Regions from separate parts of the Pan troglodytes genome. Here region 2 is linked to region 1. The links are chromatin contacts, called in public HiChIP or PLAC-seq maps. All regions are on one chromosome and are shown on one strand. The core of a region is the stretch at or near the end of the contact, and the rest is flanking DNA. Distances in the headings are between cores, read along the strand shown. Region 1 holds the start of EXO1 (exonuclease 1). Region 2 holds the start of FH (fumarate hydratase).

What was found. HiChIP or PLAC-seq counts read pairs in DNA pulled down with a chosen protein or histone mark.
Region 2: a contact with region 1 is called in an H3K4me3 HiChIP or PLAC-seq map of stem cell-derived excitatory neurons, with 5 times the contacts expected there. The contact joins the promoter of FH here to the promoter of EXO1 in region 1. A contact is called at or near these places in 3 of 7 Hi-C or Micro-C datasets (blood, a lymphoblastoid cell line and stem cell-derived neural progenitor cells), 1 of 1 datasets of contacts at active chromatin or transcription factors (stem cell-derived excitatory neurons) and 1 of 1 other capture datasets (stem cell-derived neural stem cells).

Annotation. Positions count from the first base shown.
Region 1 is chr1:7,315,980-7,321,428 of NHGRI_mPanTro3-v2.0_pri, forward strand. It overlaps EXO1 (exonuclease 1), which reads right to left and starts at 4,178. Exons shown (of 15, transcript XM_001160941.6): 1 at 4,014-4,178; 2 at 3,338-3,636; 3 at 1,772-1,949; 4 at 1-69. The coding sequence starts at 1,932. LOC134807951 (a long non-coding RNA gene) reads left to right here and starts at 3,635. Exons shown (of 4, transcript XR_010149643.1): 1 at 3,635-4,398.
Region 2 is chr1:7,645,467-7,650,624 of NHGRI_mPanTro3-v2.0_pri, forward strand. It overlaps FH (fumarate hydratase), which reads left to right and starts at 3,241. Exons shown (of 10, transcript NM_001280243.1): 1 at 3,241-3,372. The coding sequence starts at 3,241.

The DNA.
Region 1 (5,449 bases), core at 2,928-5,427:
AATACGAGAATAGGCTTGATCCCATGAGATAGTAACATATTTACAAATTTCATACAAAATCCTACATACCTATGGAAAAAAAGAAAAACATTCAGTGCTTCACCTTTCCTAAGGTAATACTTCTGCTCTATTTTAAGCCAGATGAGAAAACTATGGAAAGAGAAGGTTTTTTATTTTGTTATTTTAAGCAGATGTTTTCATAGGAATTGGAACTCTAACTTACTAGACTTGGATTCAAATCCTGCCTTGGATACTTACGAGCCATGTGATGTCTGGTGAACTACTTGAGCCTCCAAGCCTTGGTTTCCTTATCTGTGAATTAAAGAGCTTTGATATCCCTTCTAATTCTGACATCTTTGGTTTCAAATCTGGTCTTTCCCCCCCATTTTATGTTAAAAAATTTCAAATCTATTGAAAAGTTGAAAGAATAGTACAATAAACACTGGATTCTTCCAATGACACCATATCACAGCTAAGTAATTTAATAGTAACATAATATTATCTAATACTCAGTTTATATTATAATTGGTACAATTGTCTCAACAATGTTTCTTATATTCAGTGGTGTCCTGGTAAATGTTTAACAACCAGTTCTAGGGGAAGAGGTGCCTGATTTCCCTGAGATAAATATTCCTCAATGGTAGATGAGCTACCTACTTGAACTCAATGAATGCTGAGCTGAGAAGACATGGTGTATAAAGAGCTCATATGAATTGGCTCCAGGACACCACTGCTACTATTTTTTCCAAATCCAGGATCCAATCAAGGGTCAGGTATTACGTTAGGTATTGTGACAAAAATAACTGCATTTACAACTTCTATCATTTTATAAAGAAAAGGACATTTTAGCTCAAAAACAGGAATGGGAAAACATAATCTTTAATCTTTTTGCATAACGCAAACTTAGCAGCTAAAATAAAGAAAAAAAAGATGACCTTTTAAATATGTCATCTTGATGAAAGACTCACTACATTGTTATCCTTATTTTTTCTATGTGTTGTAGATCAGTGACAGTGAACTTGCATTGGTATGGAACAATGATTGGGACCCGCTGATCATAAAGCAAAATTTAGGAGAAAGCAAATATGAAATTATAATGAATTTTACAACACATTTGTTTTTTTGCTAACCAGGATTAGCAGTATGTTTTCTGTACCCAAGAATGTGGGAGTCAGAAATCATCACGGATTTTCAAAGCATTTGTTAAAAAATTTATCTTAGGTTAAGAATTGGGCCAGGCATGGTGGCTCACGCCTGTAATCTCAGCACTTTGGGAGGCCAAAGCAGGCGGATCACTTGAGGAGTTTGAGACCTGCCTGGCCAACATGGTGAAACCCTGTCTCTAATAAATATACAAAAATCAGCCGGGCATGGTGGTGCGCACCTGTAATCCCAGCTACTTGGGAGGCTGAGACAGGAGAATTGCTTGAACCTGGGAGGCGGAGGTTGCAGTGAGCCGAGATTGTGCCACTGCACTCCAGCCTGGGCTAGAGATTCCGTCTAAAAAAAAAAAAAAAAAAAGAATAAAGGAGATATTAATAGTCTTTGTCCATCAGTGTCTTGATACTCTGGCTTATTATAAAGAAAGAAAACTAGGCCTATTATCACAGAAGGAAGTCATCCCTGATTTGGGAATATTCTAAAACATACAACTTTTACTTCCTGATAAGTTCTGGCATTGAGTGAAAACAATCCGTTTCTGGGGGAGAAAAAAAGGCACTGTAGGTCTCATTCTTAATTGTCAAAGAATTAACATAAGGTCCAGACTTACCTATCAGTAGGTTCACCTTTGGCTAGTTTTTCAGCACAAGCAATAGCTCCTTTGTGAAGCCAGCAATATGTATCCACAGCTACTACCTGCCCTTTATACTTCCTCACATGGATGGGTTCTGAAGCTTCTTTGATAAATTGTAGCAATCCCTGTATCCCCATGGTGCCAAATTAACTACCTGATATGAAAAGAGACAGGGAGAACAGTAATATTTAAAGAAAAATACATTTATTAAAACATCTTAGACAAATGAAGAGAAAGCTTGGAGTCCAATGCAGAAATTGGTTTGTTGTTGTTGTTTTTTTTTTTTTTTTGAGACGGAGTCTCACTCTTTCGCCCAGGAGGGACTGCAGTGGCCTATATCGGCTCACTGCAGGCTCCGCCTCCCGGGTTCACGCCATTCTCCTGCCTCAGCCTTCCCAGTAGCTGGGACTACAGGCGTCCGCCACCGCGCCCGGCTAATTTTTTGTATTTTTAGTAGAGACGGGGTTTCACCATGTTAGCCAGGATGGTCTCGATCTCCTGAACTCGTGATCCGCCCGCCTCGGCCTCCCAAAGTGCTGGGATTACAGGCGTGAGCCACCGCGCCCGGCCAGAAATTGTTCAGATATTCAAGAATCGCTGCTCTTTAATATTTTAGCTGGGCTCCTCCCTATCAAACAATTTCCATAGGGTAGAATTTACATTAATCACTAATACTACCTCTAATGCCACTTGACTGTTGCTTAATGTTTGTTAAGTCTTTCCAAAGTGCTTTTGCACTTTCACTCCTGACACATGCTTCAAGGAGCCAGGCACAAACAAAACCATGCATGCGATGGCATCGCATTGCCTCTACAAAGGGCATTAATCATAAGGGTCAACGTGCAAATTCAAATAGGAGTAGAAACTCAAAACAGTTTGTAGGAAGGTAAGTATTTCAATTAAAAAACAAAGGAAAAATTCAAAAAGAATTACAGAAATGATCCTGTACTTTTTTAGGACTGAAATTCACTGCTATTAGAACGCATTATTCTAAGCACGAACATTCTGGTAATAAACAGTGGTGGCGCCCAGGGGCAACTCCATCAGCCTCTCTGAAAGCTACCCTAAAGAACTGTGAAACTGCGTCTGCTATGCAAATACAGCTTCAAGACAAATGCTTTAACTTTCCACCCCCTTCCATTCCGGTTGCAGCCCCCTAAGCCCTTTCTATACAGAGATTCTGGAACTGTCACAACCCTTTCTGATGAAACGACCTCCCCCCACTCTACAATAAAAAGTCAGTAATGGGCACTGAGCAGTTGCTTAGCATTTCATAATACAAATCTCTCCTACCAAACGTTAAGTTTGGAAGGAAGGGAAGAAAGAAAGTACAGGATCAGGAGGCAGCTTTACCCTGTTGACACCTTATCAGAGCTCTAAAGGCTCTGGTCCAGCAGTTCTCAAATTTCAGAGGTTCTTAGACTCTCAACTCCACTCAGTGACTGGGATACACTAGTTCTGCTGTGAATGAATTTTAAACAAAGCAGTTAATCTGGATGCAGGTGGTCCTCAAGCCACAGTTTCAGAAAAACAGTCTCTTACCTCTCAGATGATATCTAAAAAGAGTTTTCTCTCACTCCGAGGAAAACGGATATAATAGTTCATGAAATTTACATAAGTTTCTTCTGGGCCAGGCAAATATCCTCGAATAATTATTTCTTCTTTAGCGTAGTAAGAATGGCTGAGTGCGATAGTAAGAATGACTGTGTACATATCTCAAAGAGATCGCATGTGGCACTCGAGGTAACAATAACAGCACCATCTTCACTTTATCCCTCTGTCTCGCGGAGATGTGCAGGCGTGGCCCCCAAGCCCATTCCAGATGACACGTTTCTTTAGGTCTGCAAAATATTATGGGAAAATGTACTTGTCAACATTTAAAGGTGGAGAGATTGCATGTAAAACCTGGACTGCCAGCTTCTGCGGAAAAATGAGGTAAGTCTGGCAACCCTGGCGCCTGCTCCAGCCCGGAATCGTCTGCTCTCTTATCTCCCTCCGTTCACTGAACTGCAGACCTCTGGTTGCCAGACGTCCCCTCGGAACAAAACGCATACTCCACTCAGGCTAAGGGCTCTGCTGTTGGGTTGGGAAGATCACGCCAGACCCTCTCCTTCCCTTCCTGGAAGACCCGAATCCCGAGAGGAGGGTCGGAGGTGACGCGCAGGTCGACCCCCAAGGGAACCCACCCATTAGCCTCCGCACAGCCCGCTCCTCTCACCTTCCGAGAAAGGACTCTCCTCCTCCCCTTGAGCGGAGCCGATTGCGGTTGGAGAAACCCGCTCCGACGCCCCTAACTCACTGTGGCCAGAGCACCCACGGCCAGCAACGCAGAACACGGGCAACTTGCCTACACAGCGCGCGAAAGGCTGACCTTTCAATTTGCGCGGGTTCCTTGCGGCCCCGCCCAGAGGATGTGACGTCAACGCGTATCCCGCAACCCGGTTCCGCCTCCTGCGGCTTCCAACTCATAGGGTTGCGTCCAGAGCTCTCCGTCTCGCTGGGTAGACAGCGGCTCACTGCCCTACGACTGCAGCCGCTGCTGCCGGCCCGAACTCCGTGCGGCTTCTTGACGGCGCGAGTGGCACTGGCGCTGATGGCCGATGGTGAGCACCGCCTCGGAAGTTGGGAGTGTTTACACCCGCCGGGGCTGCTGGGCGTTGTAGTTCCCTCCTGGCTGCAGCCCCAGTTCTGGAGGCTGATGTTGAAAGAGCGCCGTCGGGCGTTGATGTTGAGGCTTTTCAAACCTGAAAAAGTAGCTCAGTCGCCCTCGGCGTCATCAGTCCCATCCTAATTCCTTCATTCTCTTTAAAACGCCCGGTTGCCTCTACAAATCGAAATTGAATTCAGTTCACGCTGGGTTCTTTTCCCCATTGCAGTAGTAGTAGTGATTAAAATCTGCCCCTACCATTTTACCTAGAACCCAGCTTCGTTTATTTTTGACATAAGTCGGGGAAAAATTAGCTATATAACAAGACCTTGAAAATGGGCCTTAGAGACAAAGACTTTAGAGGCATTTTGGACTTTCATGGTCACTTGCGGCTAGGTTTCCAATCCTCATAACACCCCAGACCTCGTCGCTGTCCTTTTAGGGATATTGTAATTTAAAAAATTGGAAGAAACCTTAGGCGAGACCACAAAGTAATGTTCTGGGCTCAGAGATCAATAGGAATGATAATGCAGACTCAATTCAAGGAATTGAAGGGGAAGAAGTGAGCACATTGTTTAAAATGCTCCCCATTTGATTACCTTCTTTACATCTTTTCCTCTTTTAAAGTCTTTTTATGATCACTCTAACATCTATCATGCCAATTTTAAAGGCATCTATGATGCCTTAAATTTGTTACTAAAATTGTTGAAAAGGTGCCACATTTGGGGAATGTGTTTGGAAAAGCTGTGTTGCTTTCTCCCTGGTTCTGGTCTTTAGAGCTGGGACTAGGAGAGATGAGAAAAGTTATCTTCCCTCCCTCTTCCAAAGGCTATGGTAGACCTAACCCTAAACTAGCTTGGAGTGGACTCTTGGAGAAAGTGGGGGACAATTTCAAACTGCAGTAGATTAAAGAGGAACTTCGATGTGGGCAGCATGTGTTTGTAGAGAAGCCTTCTTACACTCATTGGACTATCCAGCTGTAGTAACTGCTTCAGTACCTAGAATCC
Region 2 (5,158 bases), core at 1,991-4,490, 330 kb after region 1:
CCCTTTGGTTACTTTTCTAAGACTTACAAATTTAACCCTCAAACTCTCCCCCAATAAGCTAAATTCCTTCTCAGTATATTCAAGGCATTAGCAATTTTATCTTTTTGAGTAAATCTATTCCAGAGGCTGTGACCTGCTTCCATCTGAGATGGTTGCTCTCTAAGGTAAGTGCACAGCTGTCATAGCCTCCTCCAGGCAATATGCCACATCTGTCTCTTGTGTCGAAGACCCTATTTTCTAAGTCCGTAACTTCCTCTTCCTTTGTTTACTCCTAGTTACGGTGGAGCACTTACTTGAGGCGTTTTCTTGAAAAGTGTAGATAAGAAGTAAATTTTTTGACATCTTGATCATGTGAAAACATTTTAATTCTCTTCACATACTTGATTTCTCTGGGTATAGAATATAAAGTTGGAAATAATTTTCCGTCAACAATTTGAAGACATCATTCAACTGCTGCCTGGCTTCCGATATTGTTGTTGTGAAGTCTAAGGATTTCTAATCCTTTGCTTATTTATTTTTCTCTCTGAAAGATTCCAGTCTCTTCTCTTTGCCCTTGGTATTCTAACATTTCTTGTTGACATAACTCATTCTGGCTAGTTCATATCTACTAGTTCCACAATATATTTTTCTGAATTTATTTTTTTAAGGTTTATTCCATTTTTTCCTAATGTTTCCCCTACATTATTCACATGTTGGACATACTGAACTGTTTCTCTAATTTTATTTACTTCTTTTATTTTCCTTCTCTTTGAATATTTGCTCTACTTTATGGGAGACTTTTATGGCTGTATCTTGCAAACTTTCTGTTAAGCTTCCTCTAGGAAACCCTCTGGTAATCTCCCAGGCTGGGAGGTATCCTAAATTAGAATTTGCAAAAGTCTTTATTTTGAATAAGGAGAACATTTTGATTGATACGATTTGAACCTCGCGATCAATTTTGTCAGCCAGGTGTTGAGATTTAGAACACAGGCAAGAGAAAACCATTGCACTTTTCCCTTGTCCCTCAGCAGGACACCAATCACATCCCCTACCTTAAACAGAAAGCAAAGTAAAACAAACAGAAACAAACCAGGCAAGTATCAACAAGAAGAAAGCAGGTCAATATTATTATCAGACAAGTCCAAAGTTAAAAAAAAAAAAACCGAAACTCTAAGCAAAGTAAAAACATTATTTCAAATAGATAACATAAGTCATTCTAAAATGAAGATGTCTAGCCTTTATTAAAGGCTTTATGTACGTTTTATTACGAATTAATAAAAATAAATTAGCTAAGTTAACATTTCCCAAATTTTAGTCATTTATATAGCATCTTCATATTATACTGAATATTTTACTTCAAATAAAATGAATAATTAAAAATGGAACTTTATATTACTGCTGCAGATAGAAAATCAGTTTCACTAATAAATCGAAGTAAAACACACAAATAAATACTTGGATGTTCCTGGGCATCAATTTTTCTCTTCTATGTACAGGAATAATAATAGGACCTATTTCATAGGGTTGTTTTTGAGTGTTCCAAAAATTAATACATATAAAGTGCTTTGAAAAATTATAGAACATAATATGTGTCATAAGTGATTTTTAAAAGGGATTAAAATAACCTATTTATAAAAAGCCTATTAATTTGGGTTTTGAAAAGTTAAACTGTATGGTAGAAATAAGAGACATGCTCGAAACAAAAATGAAACAAAAAATAAAATAAAATGAGAAATATACAGCAGGCAAATAATAGCCAATATGAAATTGGTAGAGAAATATCAATATTAAAAAAAGTTTAAAAGGACAAGCAACAACAACAATAAAGAGGGGCACCACACAATGAAGAAAGAGATGATCTATGAAGAAACGATAAACATATGTTCATTAAAGAATTTTGTGTAATAGCAAAGAAAAATGTTCTTTATTAAGAAACTGGATAAATAAAATATTTCATATTCATGTGATCCAATATGATTAATTTTAAAAGATCATGGCTATATCTTAAAATCATAGAGTTCAATTATGCAACAGTAAAACTTTAAAGTACAATATTAAAACCATTGTTTGTATATTAGTGTATGAAGCAAAAAATACACAGAACTGAAAGGATGCATCAAAATAATGATATACACAATAATGATACCTGCTGGGAAGGAGGAGAACAAAAACAAAACGTCATTCCATTATTAGCAATGTTTTAAAGAATTTGCATTCAGTTTTCTAGTGTGTTTTGATTGTAGTTCAACTATTACAATCTCATTTGAATTTTTATATTTTAAATATGTGTCAAATTTATAAGTCACAAAATAACATAATGTTACCAAAAGGTTTGGCAAGTTTATAAGTTTGACTCATAAATTTGGCTTTGCAGGTTCTGGACTTTTGATTTTAAGAACATCCGATCGCTCTCTCTTTACTGTCATCTGGTTCCAAGCAATAGAAAAGAGAAAAGAGAAAACTGTGGTTCAGATGCAATTTTATATCAATTCCTGCTTTTCTGTAATCAACTATTATATTAAAACAATATGCCTTTAATTTGAAAATGTATAAATTAGCTATGCAAAAAACTGGGAGAACTATATACAAATAATAAAAATTCCGAGGTTCCCTATAATTGTGTACGTCTTCCACAACACATTAAAAAAAAAAAAAAAGAGTTCTGAGGGTATAGGCTAAGAAGAGAAAGGAAACTGTAGCGATCTCAAAATGATAAGTTAAAAGAAATAAGTAGCTTATTTTTCAGTTGTGGGATTATGAATAATTACTATTTCATTATCTACACTTTGCTGCACTTCCCAAAATTTCTACACAGAAGATACAATCTGGAAGAAATGAAGAAAGATTTCAGTAGTAAGAACGTGTAATGAGTGATTACATGATAAATAAAACAATAAATATTTCTTTCTAGGATATTTCACCAACCAAACACGACCTGATTCACCAACTAATACTCCCGCCTTCTAACAGCCACACGTAAAAATCGGACCGGCTCCAAGAATAACCTGAGCCTCCTTTCCCATAATTCCCTTCTTTCTAGTTTCCCATGAATCCGAAGGCCTTACACCCCACACTACTACTAGAAAGTTAACCCGCCCCCTCATTCTTTACTGGTCATTCACGATTGGTCCCGCCCCACCTGTCGGTGTGAGGCTGTTGATTGGATAAGAGCGGAGGCCGGTGGGCGGAACGGTTTCTGACAACCGGCGTGGAGGCGTGGCCACAGCCGCCCAGAAATTCTACCCAAGCTGCCTCAGCACCATGTACCGAGCACTTCGGCTCCTCGCGCGCTCGCGTCGCCTCGTGCGGGCTCCAGCCGCAGCCTTAGCTTCGGCTCCCGGCTTGGGTGGCGCGGCCGTGCCCTCGTTTTGGCCTCCGAACGCGGCTCGAATGGTGAGCGCAGGCCGCAATCCCCCGGCCTCCCCGCAGTGACCTTCAGCCCTCCTGCCTGCCGGCCTGGGCGCCCGCGACTTGGCGGGAGAGATTCCCCGGGCGTCCGGGCCGCGCCAGACTCTGGGCTCAGCGCCCGTGCCGGCGTGGCGGGCCTCCCGGCCTCGGGACGCCTCTTCCAGCGCAGGGATGGAGCCGCAGCCCGGGAGAGCGCTTGGGGAGGGACGGCGGCTGTCAGAGAGGATCCTACTGGGCTCGCTCCCGGCGCCTCCTCGGAGCCGTCCGTGGCGGGCCGAGGCCGGGGCGTTTTGGGGTAACTTCGCTGCTGCTGGCGCGCAGGCCCCCAGCCCTGGGGCGCTGCCCTCAAGGACAGTGCCGGCGTGGGCGGAGGGTGCTGGGAGAGGGGCAGCTCCCGCACCGTCCTGCCCCACAGCTGGGCCTTGCTGGCCGGACGCTGGCCGCCTGTGCATCTAGTGGTTTCTGAACTGTGGTTTGTTTCGCCAAGGGGCACTGCACTGCTTTCAGGCCCTCCAGGTGGGGTAGAAGGTTCTTCGAAGATTTTCTTCCTTTGAAATTGCATGCTCAGTTTGTTAGGCTGACTATGGTTTCCCCCGTAACTTTTGTAAAACTCTTCAATTCCGAATACCGCGGGCATAGTGTTCTGAAGCATGTTTGAGCAGATTGGCTAGGAGCTGAATCAGTACTTTTTATTCAGAAAGACAGCTAAGAACTTAAAGATCCAAGTTCAGGTTATGACATGCTTATGTAAGTCATTTTGCTCTTTAGAGTGTCACCTTTAGGAATGCAGGCTTTTAAAAACCTTTAAATACATATGTATATTGTTAGGAAACGTTTGAGAAATGATAGTTGAAGAGTTACAGTTCTGCACTCTGGTGTAGCATGAGGTTTGCAGTCTAAGAGATGTGATTTCAAATCTTACTCTGCTTCTCCTTTGAGACTTTGGGCAAGTTGTCTTTGTGCCTCGGTTTCCGTATGCAAAGTTGAAATACTTACAGCTACTCAGCAAAACTGCACACGTGAAAATACCATGTAGCGAGTGCTCATTAAATAAATGCCCAATCTAGGGTATTTCAAAGGGCCAGTACTTTTTCTGGACTATAAACTTCAAGATAATTTGATTGGGTCACTATACCTACGATATACCACTATACTACAGAATCAGAGATGTTTTGTATTCCTCGAACTCTCTGCTCGAATAATTTTAGGGCATTTTAAAACCTTTACATATTTTTAAATTTATTTATTGTTTATTTAGTGTTTTGTAAAGGGAAGCAGACTGGAGAACTTCTGAATCTATCCTGTTGATGCAAATGTCGAAAAATAGCAGCACTACTTTGCTCTTAGAATTGTAATGTTAGCTAAAATCAGATGGAGGTAGTTATTGTTTTTTCTAGTTCTGATATTTTTTGCCCTCTAACCATTCTCAGGTCCAAAATCTCTATTGGTTTTGTTAAAAGTTCTTCCTGTTGCTAATGTTGAGAATTTCACATAACCCTTGATGCCCTAAGGTACCTTTTATTTAAAAGAACACATACAAATTCATTCAATAGAAAGATACTGTTTATTGAGTGCCTTCCACTTATCAGGCCCTGTAAATAAGACAGTCCCTATGGGGATAGGGTTTTACAGACAGTGTTTTATTCTTGTCTTTAGTGGAGATTAAATAAGCAAAGCAGTTAAATAAGCAAATAAATCACACATGAATAATTAGTGTGATCACTGATTATTAAAAATGCATTTAAAAGTGCGTTGAGAATGAGAATATTTA